Linked DNA regions of Ovis aries: region 2 is linked to region 1. Evidence: chromatin contacts called from public Hi-C data. All regions are on one chromosome and are shown on one strand. The core of a region is the stretch at or near the end of the contact, and the rest is flanking DNA. Distances in the headings are between cores, read along the strand shown.

Region 1 (6,105 bases), core at 1,163-3,662:
TAATTATCTTCACATTTTTCCTGAGGTTTGCTCTAAATTTTGTGATTTATTCTATGTAGGAATAGTACCTATAGGATATGGGACCCTAGATCCCCAGACCACATTTAGCAAAACAATAAAAAAAAAACTACTGCACATGTAAGCACAGCTTAGCACTGCAGAGGTAACCTTATATGGTGCAGAAATCCTCAAACCAGATACTTAATTTTAAATAAAAGGACACTAAGAGGTCTGACCCAACCTTAGGGCTACAGAGTCTAAATTTTCAAAATGCTGTGGTTCATTTTTCATAAGTATTTTTTAAAGATAACAGAAGAGTATCTTCCTTAAAAATACCTGACAGTGACTCTCAGATATGATTCTGAGTAAAAAAAACAAAATTAAGTACATGAACTTCATCTGGGTCCCAAATGCTACGATAATAGGGAGACAACGAGTTTCTGAGATTAGACCTACACACACATCAGGAGTAACTGTCACAGGTGCATTCTCCTATGTGAAGAACAAGCTTGGCTTTCTAACAGTGAAATAGTAACACTAAGGAATTCTGCTAATACATATCGATCAGTTATGTCCACTGTATTCGAAGTTCTATACCAAAATAAAGTTTCCATCCTAAAGGAACAGCATTAACATTTATGTGCAAAATGGATAGACCCAAATCAGACTATTAAGGCCAATGGAGGGCTCCCTCTCCTTTCTTTGTGGCCTAGTATGGTTCAGATATTTATTTTAAAAATCTATAACTTTGCACTCAGTGTAGAATATGTGGACCTAGTCAATGGAAATCAGTGAAGGGGAACGCTTAATTACACTTATTTCTCATGCACTAAAGCTATGTGTATGTGTGAAAGTGTGCAGATCATACTGTTTTGAGGGCAACCCATGATGAGATTTATGCACATGTTTACACTCTACATTAGGAAGGGTATTAGATGAAGTGGAGCTTTGTTGCCCGCACAGATTTAAAGCTTATGGAGGAGAGCCAGTAACTGCTTCCTCTTCCTCTGTTTTGTCACTCAAGTCACAGTCATAAGAAACAGTGAGGGAGGCAGCCTTCGCCTCCAGATAGCAGAGGGATAGAGCCAGAGGAAGGGAAAAGGTGAGAGAAAAAGGCACTGACTGAGAAGCAGAGAGAAGGAGCCCAAAGATGAGGATGAGAGAGGGAAAGAACGAAGGGGAGGTGATGGGAACGTAGTGCCGGACATCTGCAGGGAGGAAGGAGACCCAGACCTTGGGGAGGCTGGGGAAGGCAAGGTACCCATTGTCATCGAGGAGCGAGGGGAAGCGAGGCAGAAAGCACCTGCAGAAACTGAAAGAGAAGGACCCACACTCGGAATCTGTGTGGTCAGCCTCTTTTGGAGGCTTCTCAGGTGCAGGGGGGCAGTCAGGCTCAGGAGGGGCTTCAAGAGGACCCAAGCCAGGATCACAGGGCCCCTGCTCTGGCGTCTCGCCTGTGGAAAGGCGCTCTAAGCTGTCCAGAGTGATACAATCGGCCTCCCCAAAGGGGTCTTCCTCTGAAATGTCAGAAAGGAAGTCCATTTCAGGGACTGGCAATAGGTTTGGGGAAAGAGATGAAGCACAGCGGATGAATGGTGAAGGTGGGCACAAGGAAACAGGCTGTTCTCGAAAGCAAACCCATGGTTGAATGTGAAGTTACACAGCGGATACAGTCAAAGGAGAACCAAAGGTAAAAGAATGAAAGAGGAGAGAAGAAGAAAGTTAGTGAAAACTTTTGCTCAGAGGTAATGACTGTATTAACAGTATCATTAGAAAATTAATTAAATGATCCATTTTTAAAAGAGGAAAACTGGACTACTTTCATCACATACAACTTAACAGGTATAGCCTGATTCAATTAGTATTTCCTGACTGGTTGCAAATGGATCCTATGAAACTCAGATAGCATTCTTACTTTTAAACCTGGTTGCTGCCAAACATTGAAAGTATCAGTGAAAAGGCACACTAAGTCATTGGCCAAAAACAGGCAGAATTTCCCTTGGAATTTAAGAGAACTTTTCTTTTGTATCATATTAACCATGCAGAATGGAATAGAGGCTTCCCGTGATGCTGAGCTCTCCTGGTTCTGATGGAAGTAGCCACTCTTCTGGGTACACTGGTACCGTGTTGCTGTTGTTCAGTCACTAAGTCGTGTCTGACTCATTGAGACTCCACAGACTGCAGCACGCCAGGCTTTCCTGCCCTTCACTATCTCCTGGAGTTTGCTAAAACTCATGTCCATTGAGTCGGTGATGCCATCCAATCATCTCATCCCCTGTCACCCCCTTGTCCTCCTGCCTTCCATCTTTCCCAGCATCAGGGTCTTTTCCAATGAGTTGGTAGCATAATCATAAACTCTCCTGACAACTGTTCAGTTTTTGATGGATATTGTTTGATGTGATATCCGTTATTTTTAGTCAATTTTTAACCAAATCCTTTGTAGAATATGATAGTTAAAGATTTTTTAACAAAGCAATGAAAAGGATTTAATGGCTCACTCTACCTGAAGCACTTGTCCCTGCAGCATAAGGCAGGGCCCCCATGGTGCCTGAGCCCTTCTCTCTGCTGGGGTTGGGAGCTATCACTGCAGGAATTCCTGAGACACTGGCAGTTATCTCTTCTAGCAGGTCCTTTGTAAATTCATGTTACACATCTTTAAAATTTTCAATGTTAAAATTTTGAAAACATTATAAATTTTCAAAGTTAAATTTCTAGAAATATTATAAACCCACAGGATGATTTTATTTCTTTTTCATGTTTACTTCCAATGTTACCTATTCAAAAGTTTCTCTGTGGGATATGATCTGAAGGACTCAAAGCCACTTCAGATCAACTTCTATGTGACTATACTTACACTTGCCCATGGTAATATAAAATAACCCAAAGAAGCCTGAAAACACAATATAGGTTACTTCTCCATTCATTATGGCACACGCACCAAATAAGACTGAAAGCCACACTCCATCTTCTCACACAGTATTCACAAAACAATTACTTTTTGTTTAAGAATTTCTTTTTCAGTGACAGATTATTAATGAAAAACCATAAAGACCACCTTTCTTCATTTCAAAATATTCAAGTCAATATCATAATAAAATTATCAAGACAGGCTATATCTTAAAATTTACTTGAAACCAAATATGAATTTCAAATCATAGGTTTTGTAACTGGGGGGCTTAATGAAATAGGATGATTATAAAGATGGACAAAAGGTCAATAAATTACTTACTTGGATTAAAGTAATTTATGTTGAAATATTTTGCTTTGAACAACAACCAGAAAAAGGTTAGAGACTCAGTCCAAAACAGCAAGAGTCTACACACATATGAAAGGTGGAAATTTTTATCAACAGAGAAAACACAATGACTGGTTTTAAATGATACTTGAGTTCTGAAACAAATGCAATAGACAACCTCTGATCTAAGTACACATTTAAAACCACGTATTCCACTAATTCACCATACCTTTCCTTCAATGAGCGGCATATGCGGGGCTTTAGCTGGGCTTCTCAGGTCCCTTCTGCCATTACCATCTTGTACCACGGCAGTGCTCACAACTCCAGGGCCTTGTGCTGAAACCTCCCCAGCAGGGCCAGGAATATCCTTCATAAGACTTTGGTCCACAGCATCAATCGGAGCTAGTGATGAGTGATTATAGGGATCACGTTAGGATGTTTAAATGAGAAAATGTTATGAAAACCTCCCTTTCCAGATAAGTAGGCAGCTTACAGACAATTAATAGAAACTGGAAGATTCTTTGATCATGAAAATAACAAATCAAATAAATTCATGATTATACTTAAAAAAGGAAAAAAAAAAAAAAACAAACAAACCTCTGAATTGTAACCCATTAAATTACACCAAGCTCTCAAGTCAGATTTTTGCAGGAGAGAGCCTGATCATGGAATTGGCCAGTAGGAGGAGCTCTAAGACCAGATGAAACACCAGAGTCAGGGAAGTACGTCAGAATTACAATGTGAGCAGTACTTCATTTCTCTGGGGTTTCTTCTAGTTATTAAAATGGTTTGCTTTCATAAGTTTTAATAATTCCTCCATAAAGGAACCTTTAATTAGAACACTAGTCAAAATTGTGACAAGACAGGAAAAGTAGATTTTAGAGAATTAACTTCTGTATTTATTTTTGCTGTTTTTTATTTTTCTAACCTCCCTCCTGAATGCCTCAACTTGACGTGCAGCAAGCCTAATACATAGAAACCTTCTGCCTTAGCAAATCTGGCCTTTTGGGTCCCTTCATCTATCATACAGATGGGCAGAACATGTACTGTGTTGACATTTCCGTCATATGGCAGAGCAACCCAAGATGGCCTCGGATCTCAACAAGGCCAAGTGAGCAGCAACTGGCAAAAGCCTCCATCTATCTTTAGTTTCTCCCCCAAAGAGTGGGACAACCACTGCAGTCATTTCACCTGCATAAAAAGCATCTTCCTGACACAGTATGGTTGGCTCTGGTTCCAGGCTCCCAGGAAAGCACAATAAAGACAGGCCTTTAGGCTGCAAGCTCTTGAAGGGCAGGGACTGTGTGTGACCCACCATACCGAACTTGGGCAACATCTAGACTCCTAGTTCATGTGTTATAAGAGGCCTCTTAATCCATACTTCACATGCCCTGTCCAAACTGCCTTCTTTTCTAATCTCACCTTTCACCAAATTACTGCAGTCAGAAACCTGCAAGTCTTTTCCTTTACTCCTCAACAACCAGTACGTCCAATAGAGTCCTTGCATGTATTTCCAAACATGGCAAATTCCTTCCATCTCTATTTTACCATCCAGGTACCTTTTAAGAGTTTCATGGCTTTTAAACACTCATACTTTGGAAAGCCTGCACCAAATCCAATTAACATTAAAACAAATTCACATCATACATTAAGTGTAATTATTTTCTAGAGGTTTTTTTGAACTTTTAAAAAGATTTTAATAATTTTTCCTTGAAAAGTATATGGCTTGAGTAACTCTTTAACCTAAGATTATGGTCCCTAAGCACTCACTGTGCATACTCAGAAACTTACTGCAAAATGAGAAACTCTGACCTAGAAATGGTTTTAAATGTAATGATATCAAATTTTAATGAATATCAAATTTAAAGTTACATAATGAAGTTGGCAAGATGTTGACACTGCACACTTTTATTAAACAGCTGCAATTAACTTTTGTCAGGTCTTACACCTTTGTAGAACCCTGAGATTATAAGCCCAAGGAGCTGAACCTACAGTACCAAATGCCTAACTGGTCTACTATCATCTGAGAGAAAACCACCATGACTCTCACCAGGACTATGCCTAACCAGTCAGCCTGAACTTCCTCCCTCATCCTCTCCAATTGTTCTAGACACGGCATTAATCAAGTGACTTTTTTTTAAAAAGACAGCACTGTACACTTCATGGCATGCCAAATAGATGGGGAAACAATGGAAACAGTGAGAGACTTTTCTTTTCTTGGGCTCCAAAATCACTGCAGATGGGGACCACAGCCATGAAATTCAAAGATGCTTGCTCCTTGGAAGAAAAGCTATGACCAATCTAGACAGTATTAAAAAGCAGACGTTACTTTGCTGACAAAGGTCCCTCTAGTCAAAGCTATGGCTTTTCCAGTAGTCATGTATGGGTGTGAGAGTTGGACTATAAAGAAACCTGAGCACCGGAGAACTGATGCTTTTGAACTGTGGTGTTGGAGAAGACTCTTCAGAGTCCCTTGGACTGCAAGGAGATTCAACCAGTCCGTCCTAAAGGAAATTAGTCCTAAATATTCATTGGAAGGACTGATGCTGAAGTTGAAACTCCAATACTTTTGATGTGAAGAACTGACTCATTGGAAAACACCCTGATGCTGGGAAAGACTGAAGGCAGGAGGAGAAGGGGATGACAGAGGATGAGAGAGTTGGATAGCATCACTGACTCAATGGACATGAGTCTGAATAAGCTCTGGGAGTTGGTGATGGACAGGGATCCTGGCATGCTGCAGTCCATGGGGTTGCAAAGAGCTGGACACAACTGAGTGACTGAACTGACCTGTACATTTATGTGCTGGCACAAGTGTGTACACGTGTGTACATATGAACACATACAGTCTTTAGTGGTTCCCTAGAATA
Region 2 (5,985 bases), core at 326-2,825, 250 kb after region 1:
ACTCTTCTGAGTCTGACATTCTAGAGCATGCACGATTTACTCAGCGCTGGGCTAGCTTCTTCCCACATGAACATGGATCTTCTTCAGCTGCTTCAGTATTCCTGTAAGCCAGTCTAGGACTTCACTGCTCCTGGAAAAATCTCTCAAAAGTTCACCTGTAAAATCCTCGAAGAGTAGTGTGGGCTTACACCAAAGGCTTTTTTGAGCCCATGTGTTCTGTTGGGATTTCCCTAAAGCTCAGATGGTAAAGAATGTGCCTTCAATGCAGGAGACCCGGGTTCGATCCCTGGGTCGGGAAGATCCCCTGGAGAAGGAAATGGCAAGTCACTCCAGTATTCTTGCCTTGAGAATCCCATGGACAGAGGAGCTTCGTGGGCTGTAGTCTAGGGGGTTATAAAGAGTAGGACACGACTGAGTGACTAACACACACACATGTGTTCTATTATACAGGATCCAGTAAGACTTCCTCCAAATCTCCTTTAAATGTCCTTTTTCCCTTGATGTTTCATGACTTGAGTCAGTACCCTCATGTTGCCCCTATCCTTGTCTCCTCTCAAAAGCACATTCCTTGTACCTTTTCTTGCACAATTTTCTGGCCAATTTTCCTCCTCCTCTTTCTCACTCCTGGATCTTTTCCTCCAGATAGTTCCCTCATCTTTTCTAATTTATCTTTTTCTCAAGTTCCTTTGCTATTTTGGCTTTTGAAAGTGGCTGTTGAAAGTGAAAGTCACTCAGTCATGTCTGACTCTTTGCGACCCCGTGGACTATACAGTCCGTAGAATTCTCCAGGCCAGAATACTGGAGTGGGTAGCCGTTCCCTTCTCCAGGGGATCTTCCCAACCCAGGGATCAAACCCAGATCTGCCACATTGCAGGCATATTCTTTACCAGCTGAGCCACCAGCGAAGCCCAAGAATACTGGAGTGGGTAGTATAAGATCTTGAAAAGTTTTTTATAAATCTTCTGTGTTTCAGTTTATTTTAATGGAGACAATACCAGTACCTGCTTCACAGGATTGGTGGGAGGCTTAGTGAACTAATAGAGGTAAAGTGCTTACTCTAGTGCCTGGAACCTCGTGACCACACAAGAAGGGGACTGTTGTTTCAGCATTGTGTTTATTTGTATTACCAAGAGCTGTGGTGAGACACGGAGAGGAAGAAATATGTCCTCGGGGACATCATTAATTCTATCACTGTAGAGGCAGAGGAAACTCTGACTGTAAGACCTTTGTGTATTATTATGTTAGGAGCATTTTAACTACCAGGCTATCAATATTCTTTTGTTGGGTGTCTCGGAAGTGACATCTTACCTTGGGAAATCTTAGGTGTTATTGCGTATCGTCCCACCAGGAAAATACTGTTTCCCGTGTTACTGTCCTTCAGGTTGCAAGGAATAGAGACATGCTGAGGTTATTTGGGTGAAGAGGATTTATTGTAAAGGTCTGTGGGAAGTCAGATCCCAGGCCAGCACCTCATGATTTGCCCAGTCACAGTCTGCAGATAATGGAAAGATTGTTCAGTATGAAACAGCTTGTCTGTATGGGAGCAGCTTGCTGTGCTCGTGATTCAGCTCTTTCTTATCTCTGCTAGCTTTTGGGGGTTCTGCTGCTATTGCCAGTCTCCACTCTTGTCTTTTTCTCTCTACTCCTGCTGCCTCCAGGCTTCTATGTGCACGCTTTTCTGGGGATCGCTTGGTTTGCTAGTTTATATGCAAGCTATTTTCCATTTAGAAATTGGCTAATATTGTCTCTGGGCTTCCCGGGAGGTGCTAGTGGTAAAGAACCCACCTGCCAGTTCAGGAGACGTAAGAGACACAAGTCTGATTCCTCGGGCGGGAAGATTCCCTGGAGAAAGGAATGGCAGGCCTCTCCAATATTCTTAGGAGAATCCCGTGGACAGAGGAGCCTGGTGGGCTGTAGTCCCTAGTGCAACAAAGAATTGGATATGACTGAAGTGACCTAGCACACACATTATTGTCTCTAGCTGGAAATAGAGGAGGGAAAAGCCATCATTCCTCTTTGTTCTCAGTAGGTGGAGAGGGGTGAGCTGATGAGGGACCAAGGATTTTGCTTGGATAAAGACTGTACAGTTTTTCAAACATAATGTGTTTACCCTTCTGTGCAGCTCTCTCACCATGGTTATGCCCCGCCTCACATGTCTGGGGAAATGACAGTAGTCATTCCTGTTGAATTATTGCTGTCCTGAAAAATCTTAAAGGCCATGAAGAATGGGTTCTCAGACACATTCATTTGGAGACAAATAAATATTACTGCCAGCAGAAATGGAATGTTGTCTGCTGATTTGACCTTTCTGTGGCAAGAATAAAACTTTTATTTTTAGGAAGGATCATAATGATAGTGAGTCATACTGTATATTCCAAGGATAAGTTTCTGAAAAGATACATAGCCATTGAGTTTTTCCACTCAGTTAGGGACCCAGTCTGTAAAAGAAGGATGTTGGGCTTGATGCTCTTAAGATGGACAAGCATTGTGTAATTTTTAAGACATTTATACATCCCATTAAACTTTCCGAGTTATCCCTCCAGGATATTTAAGAACAGGTAGACAAGCATGATTTGATTGAAAATCCTGACAGTGTTCTCATTTTAGTCATTACTTATTTTCTTCTCAGTTTAAATGTTGCTGTAAGGAAATGTTGCTTACCTAATCTCTGTTTTGTCTGTGTGTGATTAGATTACAAAAGGAATTAAGATCATGCAAAATGCAATAATACAACAAGATGAGCAACTGGCCAAAGCAATGAGCAGTGATGGTTCCTTTCATATTACCTTACTAGTGATGCAGTTATTGAATGAAGATGACGTAAACATGTGAGTACTACATCTTTCTGGAATATTGTTTTCCAAGTTATTACTTTAATATGAGTAAACAGAACCCAAGAGGCATTGAAATTCTAAAGAAACATTCTTTGTTATAATTGGTTGCAATCAACAAGCCAATGTACAGAATTAGCTGTACAATTAGCTCCTAATCTGTATTTTTTTTTTTTTTTCCGCTGTGACACATGGCTTGCGCGATCCTAGTTCCACAACCAGGGATTGAACCTTTGTACCCTGGAGTGGAAGTGCAGAGCCCTAACCACTGGACCACCAGGGAATTGCCCCTAATCTATACTTTTGAATTGTGTTGTTGTTATCAGATGCATTGGTTATACAGTTATTTTGTCCATGTTAATTATGTAAATAAGCACTATGGAGTCTGACCATTTAGGTTAGGATTCCAGGTACAGATTCTGGAACCGTGTCTTAATAAGCTGCTCAATTTTGGGCAAATAATTTTTTAAGTAAATGGAGAAAATGATAGTACTGACACATGTAAACACTCTTAGTATAAGGCCTGGCACATAGTAGGCACTTAATATTATTAGCTATTAGAGCTGTCATTTACTAGATCAGTGGACAGTTTCAGTCTCACCCCCCCATTACTAGAATATTGTATACCCTGTACCCCCAAACTCAGAATTGTGCCGCAAAAGTTGAGTATGAGTCTTTGATTGCTGTTTTCCTGCCCACAGTGGAGAAACCTTGCTCATCCTCCGCTTCTCTGGGACACTGTTGGAATGAGTGCCCCTTGTTCTGTGTAGCTCTCTGGATTAAGCTCAAGCTTAAGCTCTTTGGATAGCCAGAATTACAGGTTACAGCTTGCTTCTGTTTTCTACTGTGACATATAGTCTCCTGAGGGAATGAAGAATAAGACTTGGATGGGGAGGGGGCGAGGAGAAGGGGAAATATAAGGGAGAAAAGAATAAAGTAGTAACTCAAGATATACAGTCAAATTATGATTCCAGTGGTGCTATCTTTTAAATAGCAGAACTGCATATTTTTAGGGATCAGTCTTCTCATTTGTCCCAATGTGCTCCACGCAAGAGCAGATACACTGACAGAGAGGACTGGAGGATTTTACTTAACTCACTTTCACTGTTCGCTTTGCCAATCGGAAGAAAAAAAAATAAAATACTCTGATGCTCTTAATAGAAAAGAAGTCAGAGAAAATATGACACAAGAAGGTGCAAGCCCAGGAGAAAGTGGGTGGCACTCTGTATGTTAGAATGGTGGACGAGTCAGGGTTCCCCAGGGAAACAGACCCAATAGGATGGACCTTCATTTGTATATATAGATATATTGATGTAGCTGTATGTACACTATAGCTATATGTAGAGCTTTATTTTAAGGAATTAGCTCAGGTGATGGTGGGGGCTGACAAATTTCAAATCTGCAAGGCAGTCTGCCAGACTGGAGACCCGGGTGAGAGTTGATTTAGTAGAGTCTCAAGTCCGAAGGCAGTCTGGAGGAAGAATTCCTTCTTCCCTGGGGGACCTCAAAGAAGAATGTGCTTCCACACAGCCAGGAGGTTAGCGTCGAGGGAGATTTCTAACACAGGGACCTCAGGTAGTTCCTTCAATTCCCCTTTGCCTATCAGGGTATATATTAATAGATGAATCCAGAAATTTCCTTGTTCCGTGGTAGGTAGACTTGGAAGTTCACAGAGAGTCGGTGGATCAGTAGGAGTGGGATGAGGGACAGTGGCGATGCCAGGTATCCATGCTTCCTGATCAGAGGCCCCTGCAGAGGTCTCATACTTCAGCAGGGCCTGCCAGTGCAGTGCCCAGGAGGGACACGTGACTTTTCATGGACACCAGCGAAAGGTACCTGGGGATATGACCAGGCCAGGCCCCTGAATCGGGCATCCCTGAGAACCCAAACAGCAAGCAAACCAAAGACCTTCTTCAATCTTTATACAAAAGTATGCTGGGTTCCCTGGGAAGGAGGAGGGGAGAGGAAAGGGAAAAGCAATCCAGAAGGGAAGTTTGAGTTAAAGAATAACTGAACCTCAAAGAGGCCTTTTTAAACCAAAAAAGACTGAGTTACTGTTGATTGGTAAGTTTAGGTTTTAGCTCTATCATCAAAAATGGGTCTTGGCCATGGCATGTATATATATATTTCAGTCTCTGCTCGTCAGCCTCTATTTCCCAAACAAATATTATTTTATTTCCTTAACAAGTGTTGAGAGTCTGGCCACACAGAAAGATCATCTTTCTTATACATATGAAGAAGCTGAGAGTTCTAGGAATTAAGCGAATGCTGGTCAGTGGAGAAACCAGAACTAGTTGGTTTTCTCTATTATTGATTGAGGGAGGAGATGGGATGGAGACAGGAGGGAGAAGTTGAGCACAAGTTCATGAAATAGGTGGAAGAGATGAGTCTGCTGCAAGTGAGAATGGCCTCCTGTATGTAGCTCAGTTGAAGAAGGAAATGGCAACCCACTCCAGTGTTCTTGCCTAGAGAATTCTGTGGACAGCGGAGCCTGGTGGGCTGCTGTCTATGGGGTCGCACAGAGTTGGTCATGACTGAAGCGATTTAGCATGCATTGGAGAAGGAAACGGAAACCCACTCCAGTGTTCTTGCCTGGAGAATCCCAGGGACAGAGGAGCCCGGTGGGCTGCTGTCTATGGGGTCGCACAGAGTTGGACACGACTGAAGCAACTTAGCAGCAGGAGCAGTAGCAATATGTAACTCAGTGGCCTCTACTGATGAACACATAACTAGCTAGAAATACTCTTAAGTGCTATGCAGTTGGATTGGGGTGAGGATGGATGTTCTCAATATATTATAATGTCTACATTTCTCATTGGAGGTAGGACTGCCTCTTAGAATTATTTGGGAGGGGGGTTGATTTTGGTTGTCACAGTTAGTAAGGAGGGCCATGGGCATTTTATGCGCAGGGGTCAGTGTTACTAAACCACCTGCAGTAAGTACATGGAACAGTCCTGAACTAGGAAGCATTGTCTTGCCCTAAATCGTGGTATCATTTGTTGAAGAGTTACTGTCCAGAGCATAGTGACACTCTGAGTCATTTAGCCCTGTGTTTACAATGTGTGTTTGCAAATTTCAATTTTGTGTAAAAAATTAAATGGTTAGCAAGTCTGCTTGGTGTTTGAGGAATTGAAGTCACATCCTTGTGCTACTT

Evidence for each region. A called contact is a pair of places that touch in the nucleus more often than the background predicts.
Region 2: a Hi-C map of hypothalamus shows a contact between it and region 1, with 6 times the contacts expected there. The contact joins the enhancer-like site here to the promoter of LOC132660247 in region 1. A contact is called at or near these places in 10 of 16 Hi-C or Micro-C datasets (blood, hypothalamus, liver and 5 more).

Annotation. Positions count from the first base shown.
Region 1 is chr8:56,443,171-56,449,275 of ARS-UI_Ramb_v3.0, forward strand. LOC132660247 (band 4.1-like protein 3) reads right to left here and starts at 2,413. Exons shown (of 1, transcript XM_060419650.1): 1 at 1-2,413. The coding sequence starts at 1,542. The coding sequence ends at 973. It overlaps EPB41L2 (erythrocyte membrane protein band 4.1 like 2), which reads right to left. Exons shown (of 20, transcript XM_060419645.1): 12 at 3,465-3,637.
Region 2 is chr8:56,695,071-56,701,055 of ARS-UI_Ramb_v3.0, forward strand. It overlaps AKAP7 (A-kinase anchoring protein 7), which reads left to right. Exons shown (of 9, transcript XM_060419652.1): 4 at 2,692-2,828. Among named protein-coding and RNA genes, the nearest start is that of AKAP7, 24 kb to the left of the region's middle. Within about 2 kb of position 1,576, at least 6 of the 54 cell types and tissues checked have an H3K27ac peak or open chromatin away from gene starts, as enhancers often do. A contact at or near this core is called in hypothalamus, where this site is marked.